Linked DNA regions of Mus musculus: regions 1 and 2 are each linked to region 3. Evidence: chromatin contacts called from public Hi-C data. All regions are on one chromosome and are shown on one strand. Each heading gives the region's core, a stretch centred on a gene start, on an enhancer-like site or on the middle of the called end of the contact. The rest is flanking DNA. Distances are from core to core; before and after follow the strand shown.

What was found. Hi-C and Micro-C count contacts between places; a contact is called where the count stands out from the background.
Region 1: a contact with region 3 is called in a Hi-C map of muscle stem cells, with 2.5 times the contacts expected there. The contact joins two enhancer-like sites. A contact is called at or near these places in 1 of 484 Hi-C or Micro-C datasets (muscle stem cells) and 1 of 115 datasets of contacts at active chromatin or transcription factors (fibro-adipogenic progenitors).
Region 2: a Hi-C map of the C2C12 cell line shows a contact between it and region 3, with 2.4 times the contacts expected there. The contact joins two enhancer-like sites.

Annotation. Positions count from the first base shown.
Region 1 is chr14:106,192,054-106,195,101 of GRCm38.p6, reverse strand. No RefSeq gene overlaps it. Among named protein-coding and RNA genes, the nearest start is that of Gm36107, 72 kb to the left of the region's middle. Within about 2 kb of position 1,676, at least 33 of the 459 cell types and tissues checked have an H3K27ac peak or open chromatin away from gene starts, as enhancers often do. A contact at or near this core is called in fibro-adipogenic progenitors and muscle stem cells, where this site is marked.
Region 2 is chr14:106,161,026-106,163,892 of GRCm38.p6, reverse strand. No RefSeq gene overlaps it. Among named protein-coding and RNA genes, the nearest start is that of Trim52, 56 kb to the right of the region's middle. Within about 2 kb of position 1,387, at least 31 of the 459 cell types and tissues checked have an H3K27ac peak or open chromatin away from gene starts, as enhancers often do. A contact at or near this core is called in the C2C12 cell line, where this site is marked.
Region 3 is chr14:105,730,947-105,734,054 of GRCm38.p6, reverse strand. No RefSeq gene overlaps it. Among named protein-coding and RNA genes, the nearest start is that of Gm35967, 4.1 kb to the right of the region's middle. Within about 2 kb of position 1,499, at least 335 of the 459 cell types and tissues checked have an H3K27ac peak or open chromatin away from gene starts, as enhancers often do. A contact at or near this core is called in the C2C12 cell line, fibro-adipogenic progenitors and muscle stem cells, where this site is marked.

The DNA of each region.
Region 1 (3,048 bases), core at 427-2,926, 460 kb before region 3:
TGTTAGACAACAAGAGTAGACTCATGCCTTTGAGGCCTAGTGAAAGCTATAGGTTTGGGTTAAAAAGCACAGAACATTTTTTTCCTCAATCCAGAAAGCTAGATATACAGACTGAAAAGATGTTTTTAGTATGATGAGAAGCAACCTTAAGCTCATATTCAGAAGACAACCAAAGGGGAATTAAAAGCTTGTGACTTAATTGTAAACTGCCAATTTTCCACTAACTTATCAGAACTAACTTATCAGTTGATCAATTTTAAAATTCTGAACTTTGAAATAACAATAGCATGTGGGGAGAAGATGAAATATTCCGCATTTTTTATACCTTAAATCATTTCTTTTATTACTATAACTTGCACTTATATACCTTAAAACATCTTCTTAGATCCTTCAACATTTATTATTTGCATTTACCAACCATAAACATCTTTCATTCGAAGCATTTTTTTAATTTCTAAATCATCATCATCTATGTTCCTTTATATCCTCTAACCTTCATCACTTGCATTTATCAATCTCAAACATTTTCCATAAGCATTTTTTCTTGTATCTTAGCCTGCTGGATTGGATCATAACTCACCTAAACCAGAGCTCACAAGTCCATAGAGAAGAGCACCATTGGGCAAGAGCAAACTCTGTCTGACAGCTGCCCTGAGATGCTGCGCTCTCTCTGTGACAGCTCCTCCAGTGGCTCATCATGCTCCTCTGCCTCCCCAGAGGTTGGTAGACATTCCAGTGGGGCCAGGAATGGAGCCAAGAATGGGACCTACAGGGGATCAACCCCCTGCTGTCACTGGCCTCTGCTGGGTACACCCCCACAATAGCAGTGTGCAGTGACAGACTCTGGGAACTACTTAGTTTCATTTTCCTTCTCTGAAACCCACTTCTCTCTCCTACCCCTAATCAAGGTCAAAAGACTAAAAGTAACTACAGGCACTTTACCTAGTCTATGCACATCATAATAATCTTGAAATCTTTCTCTAACTTTCTCCAAGATTGCTAAATTTATTGCACCTTCCTCAGGAAACCAAGGACAAACCTTCTCTACAAAATCTAAAAAACTGTGTAATAGCTGTTGCTCTACTTTAAGCATTTGTATAAAAAATATATGGCTGTATCCAATTCCCTTTTTTTTAAAAAATAAATTTTCATTTTCTCTCTCCTTTCTTTTTCTTTTAACAAGTTTACTTACTTTTTCAGAGCTCCCTTATCTGTGTTTTCCTGTGGGTTTTCTTCCAAAAGTTATTCACCAGCTGCCAACACTTTCACTTTTCCTGAGTGTATCACTGTGTTCCCGGTAGTTGAGCCCTATGGTGCTACTTCCCAGAAATCCATGACTAGGAGACTGAGTATGATTGTAGGAAAGGCAGAAAGAAGACACAAGAGACAGACATGGGAGCGCTGCTGGTCAGACCATGACAGCAACAAGTGTATTTTCTCAGTGTTAAAGGCAAGTAACAGAAAACATGACCAGTTCCAGGAAGTTAAACAATGATCACAAATGCTTACATGGCAAGCTTATGGTACATAATACCTATGTTTGACTAAGGCCATTTCCTCCAGGCCATTTCTCTCAAGGACGTATGTGTAAATGGAGGAACTTGGCTGGATATAATGAACATCTTAACTGAAAACAGACAGATGTCAGCAAACCAGTTCATGATTAATCACAAGCAAGAAGTCAGCCAAAGTTTGTCATTCACGCTCATTAAAAGGGAACCTACAAAGACTAATGAGAGCATAACATTCTTTGCTTCCTTATTATTTCCCTTTGGTTGCTAAGATAAAATATCAGAACTGAAAGAGCTTTATATGAGAAAGAGGTTGTCTTGTGGTTCTAGAGGAAGAGTCTAGAATGACATGTAAGGTATGGTAGCAAGTGTCCAGAACAAGGAGATGAGAGATTATATCTCTATCCACACAAATGAAGTAAAAAGTGTAAACTGGGAATGGAACATGGCTATGAACTCACAAGCCCAACCCCAGTGGCATCCAGTAACAAGGCTCCAACTTATAAAGGCTCTACAACCTCCCCAAACAGTGCCAACAACTGAGTAGCAAGCATTCAAATACATGATCCTATGAAATACTTTTGTGATTCTAACCATTACCATTTCCTCCATGTTCTCAGAATGATACATAGAAAATTCATGCTCATTTATGGTTATCTTTCAGGGAAGCAATTGTTTTCTCCTCTTTTACATACCTTACTGTAAAATATGAATCTGTCCTCACAATATTAATGTTGCTTGATGATATTATCATGGTAGATGCTACTTCATAGAAGAAAAGTCTCTGCTCTTCAGTAGCCACCTACAATTCAGTTGGTTAGCTGCTAAGAATTCATTGTTTAAAGGAAGCTACCAAATGCCCAAGTTTAAAGCTAGGCCACTTTCTCTCATCAAAACCCATTATTGTTTCTGTTCCAGTGCTCAACCACCTTCTATATTTCAGTCAGCTAAAATGTCACGAGTAGGCAGAGCTATAGCTAATAAGTCCCTGTAAGCATTCCATAATGGTATACTTGTATTTATTTTTATTAGTTTTATTTTTCTAATTTCTGGTGAATTTTTTTCTCTAAAAATGAAAAGTTTATATAAGGGAGGAGAAACTATTAGAAATAATCATATATCCACGTGGAAAATACACTTATTTTTCTTCAGTTTTTATCTGTATGGTTGCTAAATATATGTAGTGCAATACAGGATTTTTATCACCTGCATATCCTTTGTGTTCTAGTGTAGCAATTAGAGCTTTTTCACCAGTAGACTGAATTTGTCTTGTTGTCAGCTGGGAATTAGCCAGAAAGGAATTTCTCCACAATACTTATGTCATCTCTTGCAGTAACTCCTGCCACATGACTTTTAGCCCAATTGATTTGACTGTGACTTCCAAATTTGATAAAACCACCACCCCTGATCTATGGATATGATCATATTCCTTGTAACTAACACCTGGGTCTAAACCTTAAATAACTGTCCTAAGCAATGGAGAAATTCTTCATATATCAAAAATACCCAGTGGTCTCTCTGCTATATTGAAATCTGG
Region 2 (2,867 bases), core at 138-2,637, 430 kb before region 3:
TGACAGCTGGAGACAGGAAGTGGACACTGACAGCTGGAGACAGGAAGTGGACACTGACAGACAGCTGGAGACAGGAAGTGGACACTGACAGCTGGAGACAGGAAGTGGACACTGACAGCTGGAGACAGGAAGTGGACACTGACAGACAGCTGGAGACAGGAAGTGGACACTGACAGCTGGAGACAGGAAGTGGACACTGACAGCTGGAGACAGGAAGGGAAAATTTGGATGTGGTTACTTCATAAGGAAAATAAAGCAGCAAGGAGCGCCATGATGACACAGACTCTACTATAAAGAACCAGCATAAATGAGAAAGTATGAACAAATGGAGATAAGGTAATCTGTCAGGATACTACTATTTCATAAAATTTCTTGCTTAACTGCCTAGTTTGAAGGAAAGACCCCTGCTACTTCCTGGTAATTTCAGAAGGGTCAGGCAGGAGTCCTGCCATATAGGGTTACATAGCAAGACAGTGACTCAAAACATCCCTCCAAGAAGCCCTTCAACTATGGCAGTTGTTCTCAGCCTTCCTAATGTTGCAATCTTTTAATACAGTTCCTCATGTTGTGGTGATTCCCAACCATAAAATTATTTTTGTTACTACATCATAACTGTAAGTTTGCAGTTATGAATCATAATGTAGTAAGGAGAGAAGAAAAGATAATACAAAAGCCACAAATAAGTTCCTTTACCAAAAGCCAAGTTCACATCAGAACACTTGTTAACAGACATTAGATGAAAGTAAAATTGGAGAAAATTAGGCTACTTGAGGGGCAAAAAATGAGACAAGCAAAAAAAAAGGGGGGGGGGATTCGTTAAAATTACAGTTTTTCCTACCCATAGGTTGAGAAACCACTGATCTACAGAATTGCTTGAGAATATTACAGTCCCATTTAGCAATTTATTCTGCATGGACTAACTGCATAATCAATTGATTGATTTATCACATTTGATTGAAGAACCTTCGAGATATTGAGCTACCTGCCTAACTATGGCTAGTATATAGTAGACATACAGACTACTAAACAGGCAAATGGAAGGAGTAAATAAGATAGAGAAATAACATCCTGTGAGCTGAGAAATATGTAGAGTTGGGGCATAGATGAACAAGAGAAAGACAGTAAGGCTTCCAGCAAGCAGTCATATATAAGTTAAGCTCTGGCATGTAAAAGTTAATGAAGAGAGCTAAAATTTCTTGGGGGAAAAATATTTAAGATTTGAGAGCAAGAACAAGAGAAATAAAGCCACTGGTAAAGGTGGCTTTTTCTGGCTAGAGTTCAGAATTCCAGTTTTCACGTATTCAGAAAGGAAGCAAAACTAGACAGCAGGCTCCAGATCAAGAGCCTTGTGAGTCATGCCAAAGGAGTTTGGAAGCTAAAGAGCACCGGGGAGCCAGTAAAGGATTGTAAGCTGATTAGTGACAAAACAGGAATTGGAGAGTGATTCTGCTGGTAGGGATGAAGAGGCTGAAGGAGTTATGCAGCTGAATTAACATGGAATAAAAGCACAATGAATATTGCTACAAATAGCATAAGCAAATGGAAACATGATACAAACGAAAGCAATCCATCTTAAAGGGGGTGTGTGATACATGAAACCAGGCTAAATAAATAAATAGGACACAGATGATAGGTGTTACAAGCAATAGGAAAGACCTCACACACACACAATGAGCTTTGGCTAAAGAGAAGGCTGGAATGACAACAGAGAAAAGAGAAGGGTACCTTTACACATGCTAGAGAAATGCTTTCTTATATGTGTAGAAAGAAACAAGACAGGTCAGAAATAATGCCAATGGAAAATACACGTTGTCATAAATTTTTCTCTAGTAATTAAATTTTTCTCCAGTAACTAGCTTTCTATATAAAAATTTAAAAAGTATTTTTAATTCCCAGTAATTAAGTCATTGATTACAAGAAAAAAAGGCTAGAATGAATTTGACAAAGCTAGCAGTGCTTTTAGTTTCTGCACTCTGAAAAGAAAATGAATTAGACTAGCCAAGAAGAATTGTTGGACAACTAGGATCTACTCAAAAGGATGGAACCCGAAAATACCACCTTTCTGAGGCATCTACAGGGAAAGTATAAAAATTTGGGATAGTCACTATATCATAGACTCCATTTGAACATGGTAACTCCTGAAGATTACTTTGACAGTGGGTAAGAATGAGCAGAGCTGCCTGGAATAAACATGGGGGAAAGAGCAATGGAATTAAGAGGCAAAGGTTAGAGTCTGTGGAGTGCAGGGAGAGAGGAAAGCCTGTAGGCACTGCATACAGACTTCACAAACACAGTGATCTTGGCAGCAGTATCCATTTTACCTGTGGTTACATGATTCCAGGTAGGGCCAGACAGGACACCTGCAAAAGTATGCATACATATAGGATACTTAAACTTTTCTAGCAATCTTCATCAGTACAGAGCATGAAAAGAAATATCATATTGGAGTAATTTTAAGGTTTGAGATCATCTGGACAACGATGTTAAAATAAAACACAATGATCCCGGCCAGACACAAGTAGAACTGTCAGAAGTCTGACAGACGAGAGAATAGAAGACTAGATAAACGGCTTTTAAAAGAATCTGAAAGTGGAAATAAACGTTTGTATATGTACCAAAAACAATCGCGTATAGAAATACGGGGGTTTTCAAAATACTTGTTTCTGAGGGGTGCTACAGCATGCATGTAGAGTCAGCTCTTTCCGTCCACCTTCACTTGGGTTCTACAAATCTCACTGTGACAAGCACTTTCACAATGGGAGCCGTACTGCCACCTCCAAATGTAGCTTTTTACCGTAACTTTGTAAAAGACAAAGGACTCAAAACTAAAATATAAGCTAGCACAAGTCACTAAAATAGGACGGACA
Region 3 (3,108 bases), core at 250-2,749:
AGATAATTACAATTCTAGTCATCACTTGGCCAAGTTTTGTTCCATTGGCAGGGTCTTGGGGAAAGGCTACCTGCAGAGATCTAAAAGAAACCAGAGGTGGAACCCTGAGCCATGCCCCTTCACATGATGGAAAAGGTCTCTCCAGGCTGTGTTCCCAGTACAGGTCCCTCTTTATGTGCCCTCCCACAGGCCTTAGCTGGCCCAAATTCTCCTCTTTTATGAGCATGGAAGGAGCTTGCATGGGTGTTCTGTTGTGACCTTGAAACAAGTTGAGAGTAAAACGTCTTTGCTTTGCTCCACTTTGCTTTGTTTTTCTTTTTCTCCTGCCTGATCGTCAGGGAGCTCTCTGGGTTAGAAGTGTATAAACTTGGTTACATTTTCAGCTACAAACGGCTGGCTGTTTTAGGAGGTACTGACAGCTGGGCTGCAAGGCTGGAGGACTGTGGAAATTCTGATGGGGAAGGTGAAGGCCTGGCAAATGGAAAGCATTTTGGTGGGTCTAATGATTTTGGGAAAAATCTCTGCAAGGCTGGAACATTTTGCCACACGTAAGTGGCTATTTCCTTAGCCTCTTCTGCATTCACTGAGAACTCCGTGTAGCTGACCAGAGACTGAAAGAGCTGCAAAAACAGTCCCAGTGTGGGTTTGTCAAGAGAGATATTCCATTTAGGTTTTCCAAATGTGTTGCATGTAACAAAAGCCTGTATTTCTTTTCATTCCAAAAGAGATCTGCCTCATTCTGGTTCATTTAATTCTTGGAAACATAGTTTTATATGTCCAGAGAGCCCTTTGAGCCTTTGAGAGAGCAAGCAAAGGCTTCCACCCCCCACCCCGCCCCCCTTCTCTGGAAGCAGGAAATAAGTCCTGCCAAATGCAAATGAGCTCAGACTCTAACAGGCAAAGCGTCAAAGCACCGAATGCTACGACATTTTAAGCATTTTGAGAACGCACACGCTTTACACAGCTGACGTTTTGGGGGTCTGGAGAACTACAGGAAGTCACACCGACCTATCTAAAGTTGTCATTTCAGGAATACTAATGTGTCTAGAACGGCCTTAGATTTATGTTAGGAAGTCAGAAGCCCTGCCCTTCCTTTTTTTTAAATGGTGGTTTCAGAATCCTAGGGGACTTTTATCAAAGTCTTCTGCCTCTGGAGTTGTCCGTGTGGTTTTGGAACTACACAGTCTCCCTCTTTGAGTCACAAATCCTAATTGGTCTGACATAATGCTGACCAACTGAAAGATGGCGTGGGCTGTCCTTCCAAGGGTTAACAGAGCTGGTTCCAAAGGAGTGAGGCAACCACAGAAACAGGATAATAAATGTGACACTCTCAGACTATCACCAGCAAATATTTGAGCTTATCAAATAACGGAGGAAGTAGTTTAGTTACAAATAAACCAATCTCTCATAAAACAAGTTTTCACACAGGGTCATTTCATTGAGCTGGAGACAGCTAGAGGCCACTCTAGGCAGAACTCCCACTCTGTGTACACTTCGTAACAGCCTCTCATGATTAATGGACAGCAAGGGGGGGAGGCTGGGCCCCAGAGCTCGCTGGAGCTGGGCTTCCTATCAGCCAAACAGCCATAAACAGCAGGTCAGGATTACTGCATGGGAAGTGCCTGTCCGCTGGGAATGTAGCTGGGTTTGTGTTCACTTCCCCTGCCTGCCTTCTCTCTCACAGCGCGCTCTCTCTTTTTCTCCCTGTATAGCAGAGAGCACCGTGTCCTAGAAACTGTAGTAGATGTCACTGCTTGGCACTTTCTGTGCAAAGAGGACAAGTATGTGGGCTCAGGGGGGTGGCGGAACGCTACTCTTAAAGCCACAGCGACTGCGTTGGCTAGGGGCTGGAGGAGGCTGTTTTTCTGGAGCCTTTGAAATCAGCATTGGCTAAAGCATCTCATTTGGATTCCAGAAAAAAAAGCACAGGCACTGTTTGGGGGTAAGGGAGGGGGGGGGCAGGGAGCCTCTTGTTTCAAAGAGAAATTCTCATCGCGTTTAAGAAGAAATATCAAAAAATATCCTGGCATAATTACAGCAATTCAGCAAGTAAAAAATGAAGCCTGCGAAGCTGCTAGAGTTTTGGATTGTGAATGTTCATTTCTGGTGAAATAGAAATATGTCCATTTCTGAATTTTAATTTGTAGAAAATTTGTTTCATTCCCCTAAAGGATAATAAAAAAATGTGAATTAGATGACACATATGCATAGAAGTATAAAAATAGAAACATTCAGACACAGCACTGCCATTCAGAGAAGGCATTTAATATGTTTTCTACCCATCTTTCCAAAATCTGTTAAAAATAGAATGTTGAGACCTTCACCATATGGGGAATTTTGTACTATTTTTCGATCAGATTCTAGCATAGTCATGGCCCTACAGTGTTAGCCAATGTTTTTGCATATATAGTTTTGGAGTTGAAAAATACTAATTTTTACAGCTTAGATCTCCATAGGGAAGCGTTTGAGAGCCCTTGCCGGTGGGTTCCTGCTACAGAGCAGCGTGTGCTTGCTTTGCTTTTCAGGTGTGTCATTTACCCCAAGTCTATGTGATGAGTTTTGAATAAAACTTGGAGAGGAGAAGGCAGATCTATTATCCTCATAGCTGTCTCATTAGATTTTATATTTAAAACAAACTCTCTGGTGATTGCATTTTCCATGGAGCTGGGAGAGATTCAGAGCTCAAAGTCTCTTGGCTTTATGAAGTACTTAGCTCTGCTAATGCTCTTTCCAAATGCACAAGCCCTGCCTGATACAGTCTCGTTCCTTTAAGGAATGATAATTGCATTGGCCGGCTCCCCTACTTGCCACCTGTGATACCAGCACTTAGATGCACTTTGTTTATATTGGGCATCTTCAACTACTTTTCATAACCATTATCTCTTCTGAGCCCTGGACCTGGATCTATGTTTAGTCATTGTGCCCTTGAGTCAGGATTCACTACAGCCAGTAATTTCTCTGTACCTTACCAACGGTGTTTCTGCTGTCCTCTTACCTAACCCAGACAAAACTTATGTTGGGAATGTGCAAAGAAACAAGAAACATAACGCTCTTATACCTTCTGGAATACTGTGTGATAGTGCCCACTAAGGGTTAAAGCATAGCTGT